Linked DNA regions of Macaca mulatta: regions 2 and 3 are each linked to region 1. A link is a contact called in public Hi-C data. All regions are on one chromosome and are shown on one strand. The core of a region is the stretch at or near the end of the contact, and the rest is flanking DNA. Distances in the headings are between cores, read along the strand shown.

Evidence for each region. Hi-C and Micro-C count contacts between places; a contact is called where the count stands out from the background.
Region 2: a contact with region 1 is called in a Hi-C map of fetal cortical plate, with 3 times the contacts expected there. The contact joins the enhancer-like site here to the promoter of CHN2 in region 1. A contact is called at or near these places in 5 of 14 Hi-C or Micro-C datasets (CD4 T cells, cortical neurons, fetal cortical plate and 2 more).
Region 3: a Hi-C map of fetal cortical plate shows a contact between it and region 1, with 3 times the contacts expected there. The contact joins the enhancer-like site here to the promoter of CHN2 in region 1. A contact is called at or near these places in 6 of 14 Hi-C or Micro-C datasets (CD4 T cells, cortical neurons, fetal cortex germinal zone and 3 more).

Annotation. Positions count from the first base shown.
Region 1 is chr3:99,151,306-99,154,966 of T2T-MMU8v2.0, forward strand. It overlaps CHN2 (chimerin 2), which reads right to left and starts at 1,878. Exons shown (of 13, transcript NM_001261577.1): 1 at 1,670-1,878. The coding sequence starts at 1,718. CPVL (carboxypeptidase vitellogenic like) reads left to right here. Exons shown (of 15, transcript XM_028845911.2): 1 at 1-1,584.
Region 2 is chr3:99,016,797-99,020,555 of T2T-MMU8v2.0, forward strand. All of the region lies in intron 1 of CHN2 (chimerin 2), which reads right to left. It overlaps LOC144339879 (a long non-coding RNA gene), which reads left to right. Exons shown (of 2, transcript XR_013415422.1): 2 at 1-610. Among named protein-coding and RNA genes, the nearest start is that of CPVL, 120 kb to the right of the region's middle. Within about 2 kb of position 2,330, at least 9 of the 40 cell types and tissues checked have an H3K27ac peak or open chromatin away from gene starts, as enhancers often do. A contact at or near this core is called in fetal cortical plate, where this site is marked.
Region 3 is chr3:98,950,556-98,954,462 of T2T-MMU8v2.0, forward strand. It overlaps CHN2 (chimerin 2), which reads right to left. Exons shown (of 13, transcript NM_001261577.1): 6 at 1,492-1,777. Among named protein-coding and RNA genes, the nearest start is that of PRR15, 160 kb to the left of the region's middle. Within about 2 kb of position 2,441, at least 3 of the 40 cell types and tissues checked have an H3K27ac peak or open chromatin away from gene starts, as enhancers often do. A contact at or near this core is called in fetal cortical plate, where this site is marked.

The DNA.
Region 1 (3,661 bases), core at 628-3,127:
TTTTCTTTTGCCCCACCAGTTCATTTTCTAGTGGGCAGTTTTCTGAGAGGAATAACCATATGCTAATAGAAAGCCAACACCACTGTATTTTCAATTCAATGTTAGTCAACCAAAATGAATTGAAAAACAGCAGCAGTGGTTTGAGGGTACTAAAAATAAACTGTAGCATTTGCTGAGTTCTCAGAATTAAAACCACGGTGGTCAACTTGTTGCTGCTCTTAATAAGATATGACTTCTGCCTCATTGGCTGCTACTACTAGAAACTTGAACTATGTCACACACCTAACAACGATGTGTTTTCGATTAGTTGGCAGTGATCGAGAAAGGAAGTGCCATTTCCCAGGAACTAAACCTGCCAAGAAAGATAACAGATGGCTTTCAAGTGATCACCTTGTACCACATCACAATTGCACCTTAGTCAAATTCACCTTGCATTTATGATTTAGTGAGTTACACATCGAAAGCTGTGGTTGCCTTTATGCCCTGCTTGCTCTCCACTGCCTCCAAAAAGGTGTTTATTCCTTTGAGTTTAATTTGTGAATAATAATAAAAACAGCCCAATGGGACTTAATACAATATTAATATATTGAACACTTCCATTAGGACTTCATGACCTTCTTGACCCTTAAATACCGTATACTACACTAAATGTCTTATCAGCTGTCCTTTTGGGTTTGTCATTAAAGTTTTCAATGACCAGAGAGGTAGAGGAATTCTATCTAATGCATCATTCTGATTAGAAACCTGTCATACTCAGAAACCAGTGGGTCTGCTTCTATTGATTCCTACTCCTTCAGATTCATTAGCAATTTTTTCCTCTTCAATTAGACCCGAGGATCAACCATAGAAAAGCTGAAAGAAGCCTTCCCTTTGCTCAACCTTACTTAAAAGGAATAAAAAAATGTATGCCTTGCTGGTGAAATTACAGACAGTATTATTAGAAAATGTCTAAGGAGTCTCTCTCTCTCTCTCTCTCTCTCTCTCTCTCTCTGTCTCTCTCTCTCTCTCTCTCTCTCTCTCTCTCACACACACACACACACACACACACACACACACACACAACTTGTAAATATGCCAAGAGTCAGAGGCTGGGCTCGACCTCCCTTCCCCTAACCCACTTCAATCAGGATCAGAAAGACACATCCCTTCATCGCTGCTGTCTCAAACCCATGCCCAAGCGAGTGTCTCCACAGAGCTAATTTCTGAAACAAACAAAGAAAATCAAGTCTGCGAGGAACGAGGGTTTGCTCCCCTCTGCTCCGGATTTGGGTGTCCAGGGTAGCGGACGAGGCACGGCAAACAGGTCGGGGCGCTCAGCTTGACCCCAACCTTCTCCGCCCCGCCAGCCCCCGCTCCAGCTGCGCCAGAAAGTGCGAGCCTGCCCGCTCCTTTCGCTTTTCGCCCGCTGCACCCCAAGCCCGAGAACACCCGCGTCCGCACACTAAGGGCACCACCGCTCTCCCACCTCTGCGCTGTCAGATGTCAGGCGCGGAGGTGCTCTGGGCACCGAGGTGCTAGCGAACCAAACAAGTGTCACCCCAGACGCCTGCCCCCACTCCAAGAGAGCGGGCGGGACGGCCACAGGTAGGCTCTGTCCATCCCAGGGTGCGGAGCGAGGGCAGGGGGCGAGACCCGGCGCGGCAGCCGCGCCCGACGGGCTGAAACTCACCGGAGGACACCGAAGAGCCGGACAGGCTGGAGTTGCTGGACGCTGCCATCTCCGCGCGCCCCTCGCGTCGCTGCTCGCTCAGCCCCGGTGCGGGCGCCGCAGCCGCTGCCCTCGCCCGGCCGCTCGCAGCCTCCGCGGCCCCCAGCCCATGGCAAAGTCCTGGGGACGCGCAGAAAGCACCAGCCTCCGGACTCTGCCTGCACTTCCTGCTCCACCAGATGACGCGCTGCCGCCGCCGCTATTTATTTGTGGTTTCCGTCCCGCTCCGCGCGTTTGCACGCTTTTCTCCGGGTGTCAGGGGGTAGGTGGGAGCAGAGGGAGGCCGAGGGGCGGCCGGGACGGGCGGATCTCGGCTCCCGCCGAGCCCCTCTGCCGGCCGCGCTACCCTGTGCGCGACTAGGACCAGGGCGTCCCGGCGGCCCCGAGCCGCCCCGCCAGCTCCCGCACCCTCTCCTGGGCTCCCGCCTCTCCGGCCGCACTTCGAGTAGCCCGGGCAGAGGCGGCGGGAGACGGACAGACAGAGCGACCTCCCCCTCTCCCTCCGCCCCAACTCCGCTCGCGCACACACAAAGGAAGGAGAGGAGACGCGGGCGCACGGGGGCTGGTTCGGCTACCGCGGGCTTGACAGCTCCCGCCAGTGGGGCTGGAGGGGGAGGCTGTGAACTGCTGGACACGGGGAGGCGAGACCGGGGACCGGGTCCCCGGGGTGCTGGGGAGGCCGGCGCGGGGCGCGGGGCGAGCGCGGCTGCGGCGCGCAGCGCTGCTCGTAGGGTTTGAAGGGGATGGGGAGGGAGGGTGTGGGGGAAGGTGGTGGGGCTCGCCGCGCCCCGCTGGGCTCTGGAGCAGCGAGACAGTGGGGGTGGGGGATCCAGAGGGCGAAGGCGGGATCACTAGGGCCACGGTGCTAGGCAGAAGGGAACCTGGGATGACAGAGCCACTGTGGAGCGCTCCTTCCACTCCCCTCCAAATTATCCTTTGTTGCTCTGGAACTGACGGCCCCTGCCCTGCAAGAAGGTGCGTTTCCTAAAACACCCGGGAAGCCAACCCAGCTACACTTAAGTAACCCAGCCACGGACAGCGCCCGACGCGTCCATGGGCCTCTGAGGTTGGCCTTCAAAGAAATAGAGCCGTCCAAACGTGTCATCAGGCCCACACAAAGCCGGGTGTCAAAGAGAAAAAGGTTCTCCTACTGTGCCTTGCAAAAAAGATTCTCACAAAAGACTTGACTTAGCAGCAAGTCCGACTGTGCCCTTTCAGGATAGGAAATGCTCAGGTGTGTGACAGAAAGAGACTCGAGGACAAGGTGTGCCCCTTCCCCCTGTATTTAAACCTAAATTAATTTCACTGGGAGGAAATATCATGCAGATTTTTTTTAAATCTGTTTCACGCTCCCAGCGGGCTAATCTGTTCTTTCAATCCTAAAGCAACAGAAAACTGTGAAATTTGAAGAGAAATTGTTAGATCAAAGGGAAAAGCAAGCATTAAAGGAATGAAAATACTCTCATTATATAGCAAAAATGGAAAGTGTTCACATTGGGGTAGTTCAACTTTTTTAAACATGGTTAAAAGAACATAGTCAATTTAAAAATTATCAGGAGTGACACAGAACAGCAGCTAGGCCCTGGGGATTCACATCAACCAAGCACCTAACATACAGTGAATAATGAATGTTAAATAATCACAGTACGCACCCACGTCACATTTTCTAGTTGATTAGAACTTAAAAAAAAAAAAAAAAGTCCCTCCAGGATGCTATCCCAGTGTGTCTTCCCATTAAGGTCCATTTTTTTAAAAATACAGCTTGCTAAACTGTTAAAGGCGTGTCAGCACTCTTCAGTCATGTCGGACTGTGTCTTCCTGACCCTCAACTGTATGGACCTTGAAACAGCCCTGGCTGGTCTAAGGAGACCCAAGCACCCCCGCTTTCCCAGCCCCCTACCACTATCCTTCTTTATTTTGTGGACTGCATGAAATCATGCATTTCCTAATCTG
Region 2 (3,759 bases), core at 1,080-3,579, 130 kb before region 1:
GGCTGTTTTTTAGGTGTTCATATGCAACCTTTGGCTTTTCAGGAACTGGTTCTATTTTCAGAATTAATCTGTTATATTGCAATAGGCATTTCTACTGGGCCCAGCACCATGACAGAGAATCCATGAGTGACTCTACATTGTTCCACTCCTGTAAGCACCACTACATGAAATAGATGGCTCCAGAAAGAAGGCATGCTCCGTTCTTGACTACCACTGAAATGTTTACTGACCATTTTAGATGCCTTTTATGTCACCAATATTTTTAAAGCTATTATATTCAACCTATTCAAAAAGTATCCACTGATTAAGATAACTTACCTCTCAACACTTAGGAAATGAATCATTCCAGGTGTCAATAATGTCTTAGAAACAATGCAAACACCAAGTATACAAATACACTCCTGCACATCTTCCTGTCCACACATGGAGGGGTATTTCTGCATTTGGCCTTCCCACTCCACTCTAGTCCTTTGACCCTAGCCTTTACACTTAGGGGACAGAGTCACGACAAGCATGAAACTTCCTTTTGTTGTTGTTGTTGTTGTTGTTGTTTGAGACAAGGTCTGGCTCTGTTGCCCAGGCTGGAGTGCAGTGGTGCAATCACAGCTCACTGCAGCCTTGAACTCCTGAGCTCAAGTGATTCTCAGACTTCAGCCGCCTGAGTAGCTAGAACCACAGGTACACACCACCACACCTGGCTAATTTTTAGAACTCTTTGTAGAGATGGGGTCTTACCATGTTGCCCAGGCTTCTCTTGAACTCCTAGGCTCAAGCGATCCACCTACCTTGGGCTTCCAAATTGCTGGGATTACCGTGCCTGGCTGCAACTTCTAAAACCATAGAATTCCACACAGAATTACATTAAGAATGTTTCTAATTTTTCATCTTTGTGGTTTTGTGATGTCAAATTGCCATGACTTGATATGCCAACATTTTCTACACTCATCATGTGGGGTAAAATAGTCACTATGAAATTGAATTTAGGCTCCCAGCACTTTGGGAGGCCAAGGCAGATGGATCACTTGAGGTCAGAAGTTTGAGATCAGCCTGGCCAACATGGAGAAACCCTGTCTTTACTAAAAATACAAACATTAGCCCAGTGTGGTGGTGAGTGCCTGTAATCCCAGCTACTCAGGAGGCTGAGGCAGGAGAATCTCTTGAAACGGGAGGCAGAGGTTGCAGTGAGCCGAGATCACGCCACTGCGCTCCAGCCTGGGCAATGGAGGGAGACTCAGTCTCAAAAAAAACAAAAAAACAAAAAAAAGAAAAGAAAGTAAATTAAATTTATCATTTTATCACTTGGCTTTTGAGATGTATTTAATCTTTTCTTACAGCAAGGTGGTCAAATCCATTGATTGTCAAAAGCCAGGTAGTCTTCAAAATGTCCAGAACTGCAGGACTCCATGCACCCAGCACTGCACGTTTTCTATCATGATTTACCCTTTTCTCACCAGCTCACACACATTCATCTTGTCCCTGACTCTCAGCCATTACTGCTGAAAATCCAGAACTCACCACTATGAAAGATACTGCTTCCCTCAGTCACTGGTTTATGGGTGGGTTGGGGTGAGGGTGGAGCATGAATTGGAAAACCAGAAAGAAGTCTCCAGCTGGAGAAGAAATCAGCCAGGAAAGCGCTAGTGGTAGGAATAGACCATGTTCAATATGAAACCGTGCCATGATTTCCTGAATTTAGAGCAGCATTCTGCCCCTAATTCCCAAGTCTGCTAGCACATTATGTTCATACAACCTGCTTCCAGTTTTTATTTTTAAAACTATACAAATAGAATGGGCTCACTTAAAGCAATCAATTTCATCTGTAGTTCTTTTTTGGATCCTTTTTCCTCAAGAGACCCCAATTTCTTCCTGAAATGCTCTTAGCTGCATGTGCCTCTCCCACTCACTGTGTCATCTCCTCTCCAAAACATGGTCATTTTCTGAGAATAAGACTCTGAGCAGGGCTCTGAGACACCTTTCAATAGCAGCCCCGGCATGAAGCTCTAGCGGCTGTGGGCTCAGAAAAGGGCGGGTCAGAGTATGGTGGCGTAGTCCTCCACTGACACCCGGTGTGGGACAGCCATGGAGGATGGGATGCAGAACCAGGATGTGCCTCCCCTGTTCCCATGCTGCTCTGCACACCCCAGCCCAGCTCTGTTCTGCTGGAAACCCAGCATCCTTCACTTACTCTCTACTTCCTACTTCCCTGCTCCACAGACTACCACTGTCAGAGACAGAAGAATGCCTCTCCCTGAGCTGTGAGAAGGGAGAGACGGTGGGTGCTTCTCAGCTCAATGCAGCCCATGTTTCCTTTGAAGGAACATGAATACCCCATGCCCTTATCCTCACCTCCTTTCTGACTCCCTGTGCTGAGAGAAGGATGTCTTCCTAGACAGGATCCCAAGCCATGATCGAGCATTCGTCTCTGTAGTGTACAGATGCTCCTCAACTTATGACGGGGTTATGTCCACATATTGAGTATATCATCAGTCAAAAATGCATTTAGTAAATCTAACCTACCAAACACCATTTAGCTTGTCTTAAACATGCTCAGAGCACTTACATTAGCCTACAGTGGGGCAAAATCATCTCACACAAAGCCTATTTTATAATAAAGTATTGAATTCTTTACACAGATGGACATTTTGTAGACATGATGGGATGTGAAAACATAAAATATACTATCCAAAAATCACTTGGCAACACAGTACACTGTGGAGGATGGGCTGTTTACCCTGGAGATTGTGTGGCTGACGGGGAACTGTGGCTTACTGCCACTGCCCAGCATTGCAAGAGAGCGTTTTAGGGCATATCACCAGCCCGGGAAAAGATCAAAATTCAAAATTCATAGTATGGTTCCTACTGAATGCATTCCGCTTTTGCATCCTCATAGAGTCAAAAACTGTAAGTCGAACCATGATTAGTCCGGGATCGTCTATATTAGCAGCTAGCAGCTGTATTTAGAGTGCTCCGTTCCAGGCTAAGCACTTTGCAATTATATTTTCATTTCAGCCTCCCAAGAACCCCACAGGGTAGGCACGATCCTATTCCCTACTTTAAAGAAGAGCAAACAGAGCTTCAGAGAGAAAATTTCCCCAGAAAGCCCAGCTGGTAAGGGGCCAAGCTTGGGTGGAGCTTGGACAGTCTCGCGCCACTGCGGGAGTTCTCAACCACGGCTCCAGGAGGCTGTTTATTTTCTCCTTTGGATGGATGTAAATCATATTAGAATATTGGTCTTTTTCTTTCAGATCACACAAGCCAAATACTCACCCAAATTGTATTTCATTTTTTTTTTTTTAAGACAGAGTCTCGCTCTGTCGCCCAGGCTGGAGTGCCATGGCACCATCTCGGCTCACGGCGCAATCTTTGCCTCATGGCGCGATCTTTGCCTCCTAGATTCAAACAATTCTCCTGCCTCAGCCTCCTGAGTAGCTAGGATTACAGGCATGTGCCACCACGCCCGGCTTTTTGTATTTTTAGTAGTGACGGGGTTTCACCATGGTCTTAAACTCCTGACCTCATGATCTATCCACGTCGACCTCCCAAAGTGCTGGGATTCCAGGTGTGAGCCACCACACCCAGCCCCAAATTGTATTTCTTAGGGGAACATTGCACTTCTCTTCTTTTGACCACCCCCTGCACTCCCTCCCTCTCCCAGTCAATCCAGTGAAAAATCACTGTTCGTAATCTCCCGATTTTGAAGGGAAGAACTGATTCTCCAACAGGGGTGGTGTCTGCTTCTCCCAGGGGTCTCTTCCATGC
Region 3 (3,907 bases), core at 1,191-3,690, 200 kb before region 1:
CCAGCTGCTGCACTGATGTGATTCTGTGGAAGGTTCTCCTAGGATCTGAAGCTCAATCAGCAAATCAACTGAGATCATCCCTGTCTGCGCCAACGGGACCACGGTGCCACCCCGCCCTCCTCCCTCTCAGGGCTTTCTGATGAAGCCCCTCTGCCAATGCCAGTCCCAAGTCCGTCAGCTCGAGGCTCCTTTGCTTCCCATTGACACTGGACGACAGGAGGCCCGTTCCGGTTTAACTAGGATTAGCGACCACTGGAAGGAGCAGTGTGGCCGGGCTGTACCTCCTATCGGCTTATTTCTATGTGTCCCAGCCCTAGTGTGCCTGAGAAGCCGGGCTCAGCACCGACTCTGCAGGGGCTGACTGGCGTGGCTGGCTATCACTTTCCTTCAGTAGGAAACGGATAGGACCAGGCAAAGCAGATGGTCCCTCAAGGGGCACATCCCAAAAAATCTGCTAGCAAACTCTGGTGGTGCCTTTCAAACACACAGTAACTTACTGGAGAGGAAAATCAGATCTCCCCGGCCACCTCCTGCCACAATCCACCCCCGCCTGCATATGTGCCCACTTAGGAGTTTTTTAAATCCTTGGTGAGGCATAATAACTTTGTCTGGGGCAAAGGACAGCCTGTCTTTCTAAGCTTCCTAGAGATAGCCGCGTTCCCATATCTGTCAGTGAAATGCTCCCATATCTGTCAGTGAAACCTGTTATCTAAGTAAGACCACCTTCAAGAGACCTGACCTGTGGATCATGGGCAGTCACCCAGTCCTAAGAGAAGCAAATACAAATATCACATATTTGGCAGGCTGGGTGGAACTACAGATGGAGCCAGTGACACCTCAAATGGCAACTGAAACCGTGTTTCATCATAACACGCTAATGGAGGTTTTTGGGTTTTTTTTCTTTCAAACTCCAAATAAACCCACAAATGACTTGGTAGAAGTCCTAGGTCTGACTGTATGAATTTGAACAAATCATCAAACATTTCTGGGCTTCACCTGTAAAATGAGGGGCCTGGGCTAGAAGATTTTTTATTTATTTATTTATTTTTGAGACGGAGTCTCGCTCTGACACCCAGGTTGGAGTGCAGTGGCGCGATCTTGTTCACTGCAAGCTCTGCCTCCCGAGTTCACATCATTCTCCTGCCTCAGCCTCCCGAGTAGCTGGGACTACAGGCACCCGCCACCACGCCCGGCTAATTTTTTGTATTTTTAGTAGAGATGGGGTTTCACCGTGTTAGCCAGGATGGTCTCGATCTCCTGACCTCGTGATCTGCCCGTCTCGGCCTCCCAAAGTGCTGGGATTACAGGCGTGAGCCGCCGCGCCCAGCCTGAACTAGATTTCTAAGGTCCCTTTGGCACTAACATTCTAGACTTCTTTGGGTGAGGGTGGCTCTCCTCCAACATTCCAGCAAATCGCACCTATAGTTAACCCGCCTGTTGACTCGGCATGGACTAAAACGAGAAGGGCTGTTTCCATCACACATAGCTCACCTTGTCCACTGCCGTGTGTTCTTCGTGTGTGACGTTTGTTTTTCTTGGTTCGTTTTTAGACTTGCTCAGCTTTCTGGATACTTTTTCTCTGAGTAGGGTGGCATATCCAATGTGTTCGTAGATGGGGTTAGTTGTCATTTTTGAAATGTACTCGGCAGCTTTTGTTTCTATGTACAGTGTTATCAAGCCATCTGTCACCAGATCGTGAATCGACTCAAACCTCTTCTCGCCCACAAAGTGTTTCCCGTCGTGGAAGAGCCTGTAGTTTAAGGTCTGGTTTCCAAACCTGCCCATGACAGAATGAGGGATTACAACCACGTTAGAAATAAGCACAGTGTGGAATGATAATAACAGCAGCTAACGTTTTTTGAATACTTAGTGTAGCCCAGGCATAGGGCTAAGCATTTGATGTGATTATTTTTTCCCCCTAATGATCATAGAGACCCTTTGAGATGGTATAACGGTTATGCCTGTTTTACCGCAAAGGCAACTGACACTTGAAGAGATGGCGGTTCCTGCTTGAGTTTAGATGCCTGGAACAAGGCAGAGGTGGGGCTTAACCCCAGGCCGTCACATGGAGTCGTTTGATCCTAGAAATCACTAAGGTCATTGTCAGTATCCTTCTCATTTGTAAAAGTCAGAGGGTAATGCCTGATTTACAACTATGTTACTTATAAACTTACTTAATGGGAACCAGCTCTCCTCTATACCTGGCAATTACTCTGCAAGGGATGCCCTGCCCCTTGTCCTGATGCCCCTTTATTATCGCATCTTTGCCACCTCCAGCAGAGCACCCCATGCCTTCCACCCTAGTTGGTGCAACAGAAGGGAAGCAATAAGGTGTGCTAAACTCCCTGCTGGAGCCATTGCCAGCATCCCCACAATCTAATCTATAGGTTCCCTCCTCTCTGAGCCCTGGCCTTCCATCTACAGCCCCTGCTTGACTTCCCACTAGAACTGCCAGCTTCTGCTACTGAAGCGCTGGGAAGATAGGCACACCTACAGCGCCTGATATAATAGCTTTTTAAGTTCATCCTCATAATTACATTATTTAAGATACGTTGTAGACATATTGCAACTTGGAAAGTGTCACTGCACAGCCATAATAGGGAGATGGTGCATGGAACACACCATTGTGGGCCTGGGAAGGGCTCCCACGGACACCATTCCCTCTATGGAGAGAGGGTTTTCCAATTCCGAAGAGTTCACAAACGAACTTTTGAAAGACAATTCAGTTCTGAAATTGGATACCTTCCCCAAAACGTACAGGGCTGCGGCGAGGATCAAATGACAGAAAATATTTGATCAAGGTTTGAAAAGTGCCATAAATGTGCTGTCTTTCCTGTGCTGTGATGTTTAATAGTTGTGATTTTGTGGTAAAGGCTCAGTAGAGCCTGTTCTACTGGCTCGTTGGCCTGAAGGGTCATGACTGCCCTCACGACAGGTTCCTGGGATCAACAAGGTGATCCCTGAGAGAACCCCATGAGCAAATGCAGGTCTTTTGAGGTCTGCACGTGCAAGGCCAGGTGAAGAAGCCTTTCCTTCAACATGGGCTGCTGGGAGCTGAGGCAGAGATGCTGTGGCCTCGGCCAGCTAGATGGTGCAGGCAGAAGTGGCTGTAGAAACACTAGCTTTCCAGATGGTTCTCCAGTTTACTGTGTGACCATACTCAGAGTCCCAGTGTCCACACCTACTGATAGCATCTGTGACTGAGGAAATGTATACAACCTCTGATAGACTGCTGGTACTTCAGAAACAAGTGAAGATACCAAGTAAGGAGTAGGGAGGGTAATTGTTTATGGTAGCGGATTTCTGTTTGGGATGATGAGAAAGTTCTGGAAATGGATATGGAGATGTTTGCACAACATTGAGAATGTACTTAATGCCGCTGAATTTTACTTAAAAATGGTAAAAGGAGGCCGGGCGCGGTGGCTCATGCCTGTAATCCCAGCACTTTGGGAGACCGAGGCGGGTGGATCACAAGGTCAGGAGCTCAAGACCATCCTGGCTAACACGATGAAACCCCGTCTCTACTAAAAATATAAAAAATTAGCCAGGCGTAGTGGTAGGCACATGTAGTCCCAGCTACTCGGGAGGCTGAGGCAGGAGAATGGTGTGAACCCAGGAGGCGGAGCTTGCAGTGAACCAAGACCGCGCCACTGCACTCCAGCTTGGGTGACAGGGCAAGACTCTGTCTCAAAAAAAAAAAAAAAGGAAAAAGGAGACCAGATGCAGTGGCTGATGACTGTAATCCCAGGACTCTGGGAGGCTGAGACAGGCAGATGGCTTGAGCCCAGGAGTTCAAGACCAGCCCAGGCAACATGGTGAGACCCCCTTCTCTACAAAAATAAAAAATAAAAATAAAAAAAAGAAAAAAGAAAAAAAATTAGCCAGTCATGTTGGTGTGTGCCTGTGG